Regions from separate parts of the Mus musculus genome. Here region 1 is linked to region 2. A link is a contact called in public Hi-C data. All regions are on one chromosome and are shown on one strand. Each heading gives the region's core, a stretch centred on a gene start, on an enhancer-like site or on the middle of the called end of the contact. The rest is flanking DNA. Distances are from core to core; before and after follow the strand shown. Region 1 overlaps Rfx7 (regulatory factor X, 7). Region 2 holds the start of Mns1 (meiosis-specific nuclear structural protein 1).

What was found. A called contact is a pair of places that touch in the nucleus more often than the background predicts.
Region 1: a contact with region 2 is called in a Hi-C map of centroblasts, with 2.5 times the contacts expected there. The contact joins the enhancer-like site here to the promoter of Mns1 in region 2. A contact is called at or near these places in 6 of 39 promoter capture datasets (the C10 cell line, the HPC-7 cell line, HPC-7-derived erythroid cells and 4 more), 5 of 15 datasets of contacts at CTCF or cohesin (CD8 T cells, the NIH/3T3 cell line, large pre-B cells and 2 more), 93 of 484 Hi-C or Micro-C datasets (the AML12 cell line, the AtT-20 cell line, B cells and 60 more), 10 of 115 datasets of contacts at active chromatin or transcription factors (the 230-238 cell line, the HPC-7 cell line, bone marrow-derived dendritic cells and 5 more) and 4 of 9 other capture datasets (adipose tissue, embryonic stem cells, liver and 1 more).

What each region holds. Positions count from the first base shown.
Region 1 is chr9:72,590,508-72,595,480 of GRCm38.p6, forward strand. It overlaps Rfx7 (regulatory factor X, 7), which reads left to right. Exons shown (of 9, transcript NM_001033536.1): 3 at 1,244-1,326; 4 at 2,731-2,853. Among named protein-coding and RNA genes, the nearest start is that of Gm23057, 40 kb to the right of the region's middle. Within about 2 kb of position 1,699, at least 5 of the 459 cell types and tissues checked have an H3K27ac peak or open chromatin away from gene starts, as enhancers often do. A contact at or near this core is called in the HPC-7 cell line, centroblasts, centrocytes and 1 more, where this site is marked.
Region 2 is chr9:72,435,366-72,440,639 of GRCm38.p6, forward strand. It overlaps Mns1 (meiosis-specific nuclear structural protein 1), which reads left to right and starts at 3,164. Exons shown (of 10, transcript NM_008613.3): 1 at 3,164-3,314; 2 at 3,875-4,096. The coding sequence starts at 3,312.

The DNA.
Region 1 (4,973 bases), core at 449-2,948, 150 kb after region 2:
CACCTCTTACCCCTGTGTTGCTGAGGAAGCTATGAAGAGGTGGGATTATCTCTGAGGCTTGCTGATCATCCACATAGCCATTTAACTGCCAACTCCAGGTTAAGTGAGAGACCATTTCTCAAGAAAATGAAGCAGAAGGCGATGAAGGAGAACCAGCATCCTCTTCTGACCTCTACATACATGTATACAATTGTATATAACAAAATGAATAGACAGTTCAAAATTGTGAGATTAATTCTGCTATTAAAATTAAATCTACATATAAACTGTGCTTTATAAAGAATTAATTCTGGCCAGGCAGTAGTGGCGCACACCTTTAATCCCAGCACTCAGGAGGCAGAGGCAGGCGGATTTCTGAGTTCGAGGCCAGCCTGGTCTACAGAGTGAGTTCCAGGATAGCCAGGGCTACACAGAGAAACCCTGTCTCAGAAAAAGAAGAAAAAAAAAAAGAAGAAGAAGAAATTCTGGGCCAGACATGGTAGTGCATGCCTGTAATCCCAGCTCTCAGGAAGCTGGGGTAGGTGAATCTCTCTGAATTGGAGACCAGCCTCATTTACATAGAGAGTTTCAGGACAGCCACAGCTGCAATAATAGAGTGACTCTGTCTTAAAAAGATGTCCTACACCATCACTACTACCTAAAACAATTCTGTTATAAATAACCAGTAACCAGTTCACTTGACATTACTAAGAAGTTTTGCTTGAAATAAGTTACCATAAATGTCTTTTTTTTTTTAAGATTTATTTATTTATTATATGTAAGTACACTGTAGCTGTCTTCAGACCCTCCAGAAGAGGACATCAGATTGCATTACGGATGGTTGTGAGCCACCATGTGTTTGACTAGGATTTGAACTTGGGACCTTCAGAAGAGCAGTCGGCGCTCTTAACCACTGAGCCATCTCGCCAGCCCCATGAATGTCTTTATTGTAAAAAGAGGTTATGAAATGGATGAAACCCATATAAAAGAAGGCAGGAATGACGTTTATTCAGCAATAATAGTAGAGAATTTTATAACTAGGTTTATCTAAATAGAAGCCCTTTTGAAATTCAAACTATAATTTCACCTGCATAGTTCAAAGGGGTTTGTTGGTTTTATTTCAGATCTTTTAGCCTGCATTAGCATTAGTCACATTCTAGGTATTTGAAAATTAGAAAAAGATTAGTAGTATTTAGGGGAAATAATAAATTTAGTTGGGAGGAAATATTTTTAATGATCTTTCTTTTTAACCCTTTGTAACCAGCAAGAAGTTGAGAAGTTTACAGACCTAGAGAAACTCTACCTCTACCTTCAACTGCCTTCTGGTCTTAGCAGTGCAGAGAAAAGGTAGACCTATCCTTGTCTTTGTAATGCTGCCTTGTTTGTAGGACTGTACCAAGCTGTGTACATTAGGATTGATTGTTATTTTAGTATTCCTAAGCTTGTCTGAACACAGATTGGAAAAACAACAGATCATGTGTCTTTCATAATACTTAGTTAATATTCACCATCAATTTTGAATAATTCATTTGTGTAACTGGCTAAATACAATGAAATGTAAGTTGGATTTGGTTACACAGAACAGTGGGAGTATTTATGCCATATAAAAATGTGGAAAAAAAAAGAAAAGAAAAGAAAACCAAAGGATAGCCAGGTAAGTGTTCTGAAGAACCAAGTGTGGGGCTGTTTTTATGCAGTGATGAATAAGCACATCACAGGAGGTCAGAGAAAAGAGGAAGTGCAGTGTTGGCCACATTACTGTAGGTGTGCCTCACTTTCAGTACTTTGGGTATTGATTTAGCTTCATTAAAAGTGCTTAAGTGGAGAGAATGTGGAGAAAACAGTTCTTCAGTTTCTATTCTTTAGATTTTCATTACCTTTGCATATTTCTGAGGATTCATTTCACTCATATGTTATCTTCAATATTATATTCATTTCAAATTGTACATGAGAAATAATGAAACACATATTATGTTGCTTTTACCTGTTCTTACCTCGTATCAACCATATTTTAATTATATCCTGTTCTAAACATGTGCTCAGTATTTTGGAATCAGGTACTTCTACTCGGAGGTTGAGATTAGGGTCATAGTCAGTAGACTAGCTTACTGTATACGGTCTATAATGCCCATTTCATGAGATCGGCTTATAAAAGTACTGCCAGATAATAAAATTAATGCTGATTAATGGACATGGTAGTCTATGCAAAGATCCTAGATGTGAGAAGGGTTACGGTGGGAGGATGATTTTCTTAAGATCTCTCCTGTCCATTCTAGGGATGGAGGGTTTTAGTATGATTTCAGGGTAGGTACTTCTACAGGGATATTCTTTGAGTGTGCAGAGTAAATCGAATATAAAGAATTTACCACAATGTTTGTTCTAAACATTTAACAATTTAGAAATTAAAAAAATATATAAATAGGCAAGTAAGTTAGGAAATATTCATACAAAAGTCATTTTGATCTAAACAAAAACCTTATTTTGTAATATCTTCACTACCTAACATGCTTTAGAATCCAAGCCAGCAGTTTAGCCAAACAGGCCAGTATTTTCAGTCTGAAACAGATAGTAAAAACTGGCTCACAGTCACAAATACACAATTTCTATATAGATTACTGCGTATCTACTGTATGTCCTAAGTTCAGTTTGATCCGCTAATATGTTTTTAACATAACACTTAGGCCTTGCTTAAAAAGGTATTAATAGAATTGCTGTCTGGTTCAGCTAAAATTTGTCTGTTTTTATCACTAGTGATCAGAATGCCATGTCATCTAGTCGGGCACAGCAAATGCATGCCTTTTCCTGGATTCGAAATACCTTAGAGGAGCATCCTGAGACGTCACTCCCCAAACAGGAAGTCTATGATGAATACAAGTAAGTGTACCATGTGATAGACTAAAGCAGATAAGTACTGTGTTAGAACAGTGATTTATTTTGTCTCTGCTTATGATCTGGCTGTTACTTGGGTGATGTGTTTAGAAACTTCCAAGATTACTACCAGCTCTAAGCTTCTGTGCTAGAATGTAATATAGAACAGAGTATTAAATGAGGGCTTTGTCCAGGCTTCTGAGGACAAAGGATGTATAGGGATACTGAATTTAAAGTTTCTTACAGAATTTTAAAATGACAAGAAACATGGGAGGGACTAGAGGGACAGTGGGTGGCAATAAAAAATAATCAGTGCATAAGAAAAGACTAAAACATGGGTTTTTGTACTTTAATATTTTTCTCTTTTTTTTTTAATTGGATATTTTCTTTATTTATACTTCAAATGTTATCACCTTTCCCAGTTCCCCCCCATCCTAAAACTCCTTATCCCATTTCCCCTCTCCCTGCTTCTATGAGGATGTTCCCCCACCTACCCACTCCTGCCTCCCCACCCTGGCATTTCCCTACACTGGGGCGTCAAGCCTTCACAGGACCAAGGACCTCTCCTCCCATTGATGCCCGACAAGGCCATCCTTTGCTACATATGTGGCTGGAGCCATGGGTCCCTCCATGTGTACTCTTTGGTTGGTGGTTTAGTCCCTGGGAGCTCTGGAGGGTCTGGTTGGTTAATGTTGTTTTTCTTCCTATGGGATTGCAAACCTCTTCAGCTCTTCAGTCCTCTAACTCCTCCATTGGTGTACTTGAATTTTTAAGCCACTTTTCATAAATATAAAACCATTTAATTCTATCCCAACCAGAGAATATTGTAAAGTGTTTATTCAAGGATAAAAGAGATTAGTGACATACAAGAACTCCACACAAATAACTTTGATTATGCAAATAGTTTGTTTAAATGGGAAATAAAAAGTATATATGTTATAGGGCTTTAAAGACAGAGCATGATCAGTTATTGTGATATTCAGTATTGCTTAGTGTGTTTATAGTTTATTTGAAAGGAAGAATTCGGGGCTGGAGAGATGGCTCAGCAGGTAAGAGCACCCGACTGCTCTTCCGAAGGTCCTGAGTTCAAATCCCAGCAACCACATGGTGGCTCACAACCATCCCTAATGAGATCTGACTCCCTCTTCTGGTGTGTCTGAAGACAGCTACAGTGTACTTACATATAATAAAGGAAGGGAGGGAGGGAGGGAGGGAGGGAGGAAGAATTCATTCTGGTAGAATAAATAAAGCCAAAATTGTATGGTTATTAAAACATCAAACTAAGAAAAAATTAGTATGAGAGTGGGTGGGTAGGGGAGCAGGGCGGGGGGAGGGTATAGGGGACTTTTGGGATAGCATTTGAAATGTAAATGAAGAAAATATCTAATAAAAAATTTTAAGGGGCTGGAGAGATGGCTCAGCGGTTAAGAGCACTGACTGCTCTTCAGAAGGTCCTGAGTTCAATTCCCAGCAACCACATGGTGGGTCACAACCATCCTAAGGAGATCTGGCGCCCTCTTCTGGTGCGTCTGAAGGCAGCTACAGTGTACTTACATATAATAAATAAATAAATCTTTTTTTTTTTTAATTTAAAAAAAAAATAGTATGTTGTAATTATATAATTTGTTAGAAAACTTTAACAAGAACATTGTTGATATCTGGCAAGAAAACTCTCTAGCTTACTCATAAGTTTTAACTGCTCGTTAAAGAAAGCATAGTGGGGCTATAAAAAGGAATACATACTTAAGATGAGCTAAATGAAGAACTTTAATATTTTGAGAAAAGTTGAAACTGAAAGTTGTTCATTGTTACAATCGGAAACTCTTTGATGAGTATCCACTGTGTGCTGGACCCTGAGTATCTGATGAGACTGACACCAGTTCTGTCCTCCCCAAGACTCTGTATATGTGGTGGGTGGGTGGAATGGTAGTCTGTGTCTGTGATGCCACACTGATCCAGGAAGAGTCCAAGGGTAAAGTTAGCTTTATATTTGGGCTACATGGGAAGCAGGAGGGATGGAGGAAAAAGGTGTATATTTATGATTAGCATAGGGTTAGTACAAACAGGGTAATTAAATACAAAAGACCTTCTTAAACTTATATACTTGATCTTAGCCAAAAGGCCAA
Region 2 (5,274 bases), core at 1,914-4,413:
ACGGTCTTTTCAGGAGGGGCTGCGGGAAACCCGAAGTCCATGTGCAGAAGATCATGGTTAGACTGCAGTCACCCACCAGCTTGAATATCAACTGAAACTGGGCTAGAGATCCAGATGTGCCTGAAATCGAGATGGTACTAGACACAAAATTAAGAAATGTTTTAAAATGTGGGAAGGAGCAAGGCTTTTGGTTGGGGAGGGGCAAATACTACACGATCGCCCGTTTACACAGGAAACCAAAGCAAAAGCAGACAAACAGCCAGCAGAGGAAGAACTAATGCGGCGATTCTCAACCTTCCTGATGCTGGGGCCCTTGAATACACTTCCTCATGCTGTGGTGACCCCCGACCATAAAATAGTTTTGGTTGCTGTTTCATAACTGTAATTTTGCTACTGATGAATTGTAAGTATCTGTGTTTTCCAGTGGTCTTAGAGGTCAAGCCATTGGCTAAGAACCACTTTATTAACGGAATCAGAATATAGATATAGCCTGTAAAACAGTGCCCTTTGGGGGGAACAATGTTCAAATTACGCATCTGACAAGACGTTGAGAACTAGATGTGTGTCTGTTTTGGGTTTTTTGTTTGTTTGTTTTTGTCTTTTTTTTTTTTCACCTTGGACAAACTAGAGCCACTTCGGATAAGGGAGTCTCTACTGAGGAGTTGTGTCTATCACATTGGCCTGTCTGTAGACCATCCCTAGTAGGTGGGCCTGGGGTATAGAGAAAAAGTCAGTAAGGCAGCCAGTAGCGGTCCTCCTTGGTCACTGCTTCAGTCCCCGCCTCAAGTTCTGCCCTGTGAGTTCCAGCCTTGGCTTTCCAACAGGACTGACTATAACCAGTAAGCCAAACACTCCTTTACTTCCTCAACTTGCTTTTAGTCAGAGTGTTTTTATCACAGCAACAGAGACCAAACTTGGATTATACAGAACTTCAAAAATCAATAGCATATATACAAAACCTGATTTAAAAATAGGCAATGGAGCTGGGCATGGTGGCACACACCTTTAATCCCAGCACTCAGGAGGCAGAGGGAGGCGGATTTCTGAGTTAGAGGCCAGCCTAGTCTACAAAGTGAGTTCCAGGACAGCCAGAGCTATACAGAGAAACCCTGTCTCGAAAAACAAAACAAAACAAAAAATGGCAATGGGCCTAAGCAGTCACTTCTAACAACAATAAATAATAAAAGATAATATGAATAAAATGAAAAACAAACAATAAAAGAGGCCACCGTTAAAATGTATCCCTTTCAACATCACTAATGAATAATGATCCAGGACACAAAAGCCAAACCTGCAATGAGTAGATATCACTTCACCCCAGCAAGAATAGTTTTCAAAAATATTAAAAATAAAAAACATTGTTGGGAGTACTGAGAAAAGGGAACACATGTATGCTGTTGGTGGAATGTGAATAAGTGTGGCCATTATAGAATACTAGACTAAGGTCCCCCAGAGTTAAAATAGAACTACTGCCTCCTCCCCCCCCACCGTAATCTATATATCCACAGGATATGGAATCCGCATGCGGAAGGCCTCTGAATGCACACGTTAGTTGCAGCTCCATTTACAGTAGTCAAGTCCTGGTTATATCCTGTGTCCATCAGTGAATAAATGGACAGAAGAATAAGATTCAACCACAGGGAAAAACAAAGTCTTACCATTTCTGACAGTGTGGATGGAACTGGAGAGATCAGCTGAAATAATAATGGTGCTACAGATATTGCTCTGCCAGAGTGGGGCTGGGGAGATGGCTCAACGGTTTGGAGCGCCGCCTATTCCTGCAGATTACCCGGAGTTTGGGAACCAGCACCCACATGACAGCTCCAGTAACCTACCTCCAGGAATTTCTAACTCCAGTTCTAGGGGAGCTGATAACATCTTCTGGTCTTTGTGGGCATCAGGCACATAATGGCGCATAGACACTTTATTTACGTAAAGTTAAATCTCAAAAAGTTCTTAAGAAAAAAAGATAAAGTATGATTGTGAAAACACGTAGAGTCTTTAACAATGTTGATTTCACAGAAACTGTAAGCAGATTGGTGATGACAGGGGCTAGGGCAGGGGGAAATGGCGAAGGGCTAGACTGCAGTTAGCAAAATATAGTCAGAAGTACAGGGGTGCACAGCCAGGTGGGGGTGTAGGATGGTAATATGCTGTACATTACAAAAAAAAACCACACAGAGGAAAAGATTGTTTAACCCTAAAGAAATATTTTGATGTTTACTGATTTAAATATTATACAATGCACCAGGATGTTCCATGATATTCCACAAGACACAATTTTTGGTTTTAATGTATTAGCTAAAATTTAAAGTTACACAAACCACATTCTTAGTAGAGTTCCAAGGGATTGTTAGCTGCATCCTAAGTCCAAGAATGCTTTGCATTATATGCTTTGCCCCACAGTCAGTTTCATATATGATTTATTTTTGGTTTTTTGTTTTTTTTGAGACAGAGTTTCTCTGTATAGACCTGGCTGTCCTGGCTCTGTAGACCAGGCTGGCCTCGATCTCAGAAATCTGCCTGCCAAGTGCTGGGATTAAAGGCGTGCGGTGACTATTATCATTATTGTTACTAATGAATATGGGGGGGGGGGTCTAGACCACAGTGGGTGGTGCCATCCCTCGGCACGTGGTCCTGGCCTTAGAGAGCACTGGGATTGCAAGTATGCATCCACACCTGTTCCGTTCCGTTTTCACGTGCTCTCCAGTCTCACACTCCGCTAGCGATCCAGTGGCTTCTGTTCCAGGTAAGTAAATAGGTCTCGTCCGTGTCTCTAAGTTCTCAAAATATTTCATCTCTAAAATGAGTGTATCAGGGATGGAGCAATGGCTCGGTAGGGGGCCCTGCTGCTCTTTTGGAGGGCCCAGCACCCACGTTAGGCAACTTGCTACCGACTGAGGATGGTAGAGGGGCACCATCCCTCAGTCCACTGCAGTGACAAGTCCGAGCTTATTGGGGTTCCTTGGGGCTTTAGCTGGGCTCCAGACCGCAGAGATTAGCTCCCTTCGGATGTAAACGGCTCCCGCTAGGGCAAAGCGTCCGAACTTCGCGCTTTTGGCTTGGTCCTATGGAAGGAGCGCTCCTGCCTGGCAACGAAGACTCTCCGTGCTGATTGGATATTGTGCCAGCCAATGGGAGGCCGCGTCCCTCTTGGGCGGGCGGTGCATTTTTGGCGGTTGCCGGGACACAGCTTAAACTTAACCCAGCGTGCACAGGTATCCGCTGCCGTGGCTGCTGCTCCGGAAGACGCGTTTGCAACTGAGGCAGAGACCCATCCTGCCGGAGGAGGAGGTTTAAAGCCAACCGAGATGGTAAGCAGCTCGGAGGCCGGGGGAAGGGTCGGTCAGGGACTTTCAAACTGTTTATTTGTAGTCTTGAGCTCTCTGAAATACAATTTGAAGTGCGTAATCCGAGAGGTCAGTGAGAAACTTCGATTTGCTTACTAGAAGGTTCTGGGTTTTTTTTTTTTTTTTTTTCCAGGAACACTCCAGGCATTTCTGCACCTTTCCCCCTCTCATCGAAATAGATACATCTTTAAATCTGCTCTGTTGTGGGTGGGGGGAAAGGCAACTCTCTGGTGGTAAAGCTGCAGCTGGAGAGCATCCGCATCGCACTCACTGACGCTGTTGAATTTTAATTTAACTTTTCCTGCTTCCACTACAAAACAGGGACTATTAGTAGTACTCAATCAGTACGCCGTTAAGTTTACATTATCATATTTAAATATTAATTAGTATATCCTGAATTAAAGCCAAAGACCTTTTATACTGTTACCTATTTTATAGTGTTTATTATAGGGATTTTCAGCAGTATCTTTTTGAAAGAAGAATATTGAATTCTGTGTATTTCCCTTTCCCCCTCGCACTTGTAGGCGACCAAAAAGAGAGCTTTGAGCTTTAGTGAAAAGCATCAGAAGTTAGTAGATGAAAAATTCCGCAAATCATTGAACATACAAGTCATGAATAAGTTAGAGAGGCAAGCCAAGAACCAAGTGGTGCAAAATGAAAACGACGAGAAGGTGGAACGCCAGAGGTTCCTCAGAGTGCTGCAGAATGAGCAGTTTGAGCTCGACATGGAAGAAGCCATCCAAAAAGTAAGTTGCAATGTCCTTGTTAGTTTTCTTTCCTTGGAAAAGGTGAAAGATGGCTGTCAGCCCTGCCTGGAGTTGAGGAAATACAGAGAGCTGGGAACTGACTGAATCCTTTGGAGTCCTGGTTATTTTAGCTGAAGAACGTGGTGTCAGTTGGTCAGTTTGCATGCTTTTAACAACGAGCAAATCGAAAGACTTTAGAATAGCATTTGGCAAGAATATCCATTTTTGTTTTTAAACATAAGCATGAAATCCGTAATTGTTAACATCACAGTTTTGTTTATGTGAGTGCAACCGTGTTGCCTTCTCTACATTTCTAATAAGAAATTTAAGAAATTCCTTCCTTTCTAAAAATTCATGACGTTAAACATAGACACTATTAAAGTGGTAGGAGATGGACATATGTGTGAGATGTACACTTACTCATATTTTTAATTTTTGAAGAATTCAGTTATTGAATGCGTGTGTTTACATCCTGCTCTGCTGGCTAAATCTATCATGAGTATTTCTAAATATTTTTTAGGAGATTGCAGTAGAAGAGGAAACAGACAGGAAGTGAGACAAGTGAATTTTCTCCTAAGTGTGAAAAGAACGTCCCCTGTTTTGTTGTGTTTTGAGCACTAGCGTGCGGTTATGTCCAGGATTTTGAGGGTGGATCTGGAAATAGCAAAAGAAAGGCTTAAAAGTGTGTCGGCTTCCTTCTGTCCTAAGTTCCAGTAGCATAGACCTGACCCTTTAATTCTGAACAGGAAAACCCTGGCCTCCCATCTTTTTATTCTTATTATGTCTTTAAGGAAACTCCCATATACCCTAACTCTGCCTAGCAACCATTGGTCTATCTGATGAAGTGGGGATGTTTTCTTTCGAGTGTTGTTCTGATGTCATCTTCTCATGATAGATGCCTCTAAGCAAAATTCTGTACTATGCTGAAATCTGTCCTTAGCGTTGGCTTCTTTTAATCAGGACCAGGCAAGGTTCATACAGCGTATATAGTTTTTATGGCCAATGTTTTGTTAATATGAACTTCATCGATGCATCCTTTATTAACTTCCTGTGTTTAACCTAATGAAGATATCAGGCCTGTTATCTTCTAGATGCGTGTGGTTTTATATCTGTCTGGTTTCTTTGGTGTGTGCCTTTATCTTTCCCATAGTCTCAAAAGGCAGTTAGCCAGGAAGACT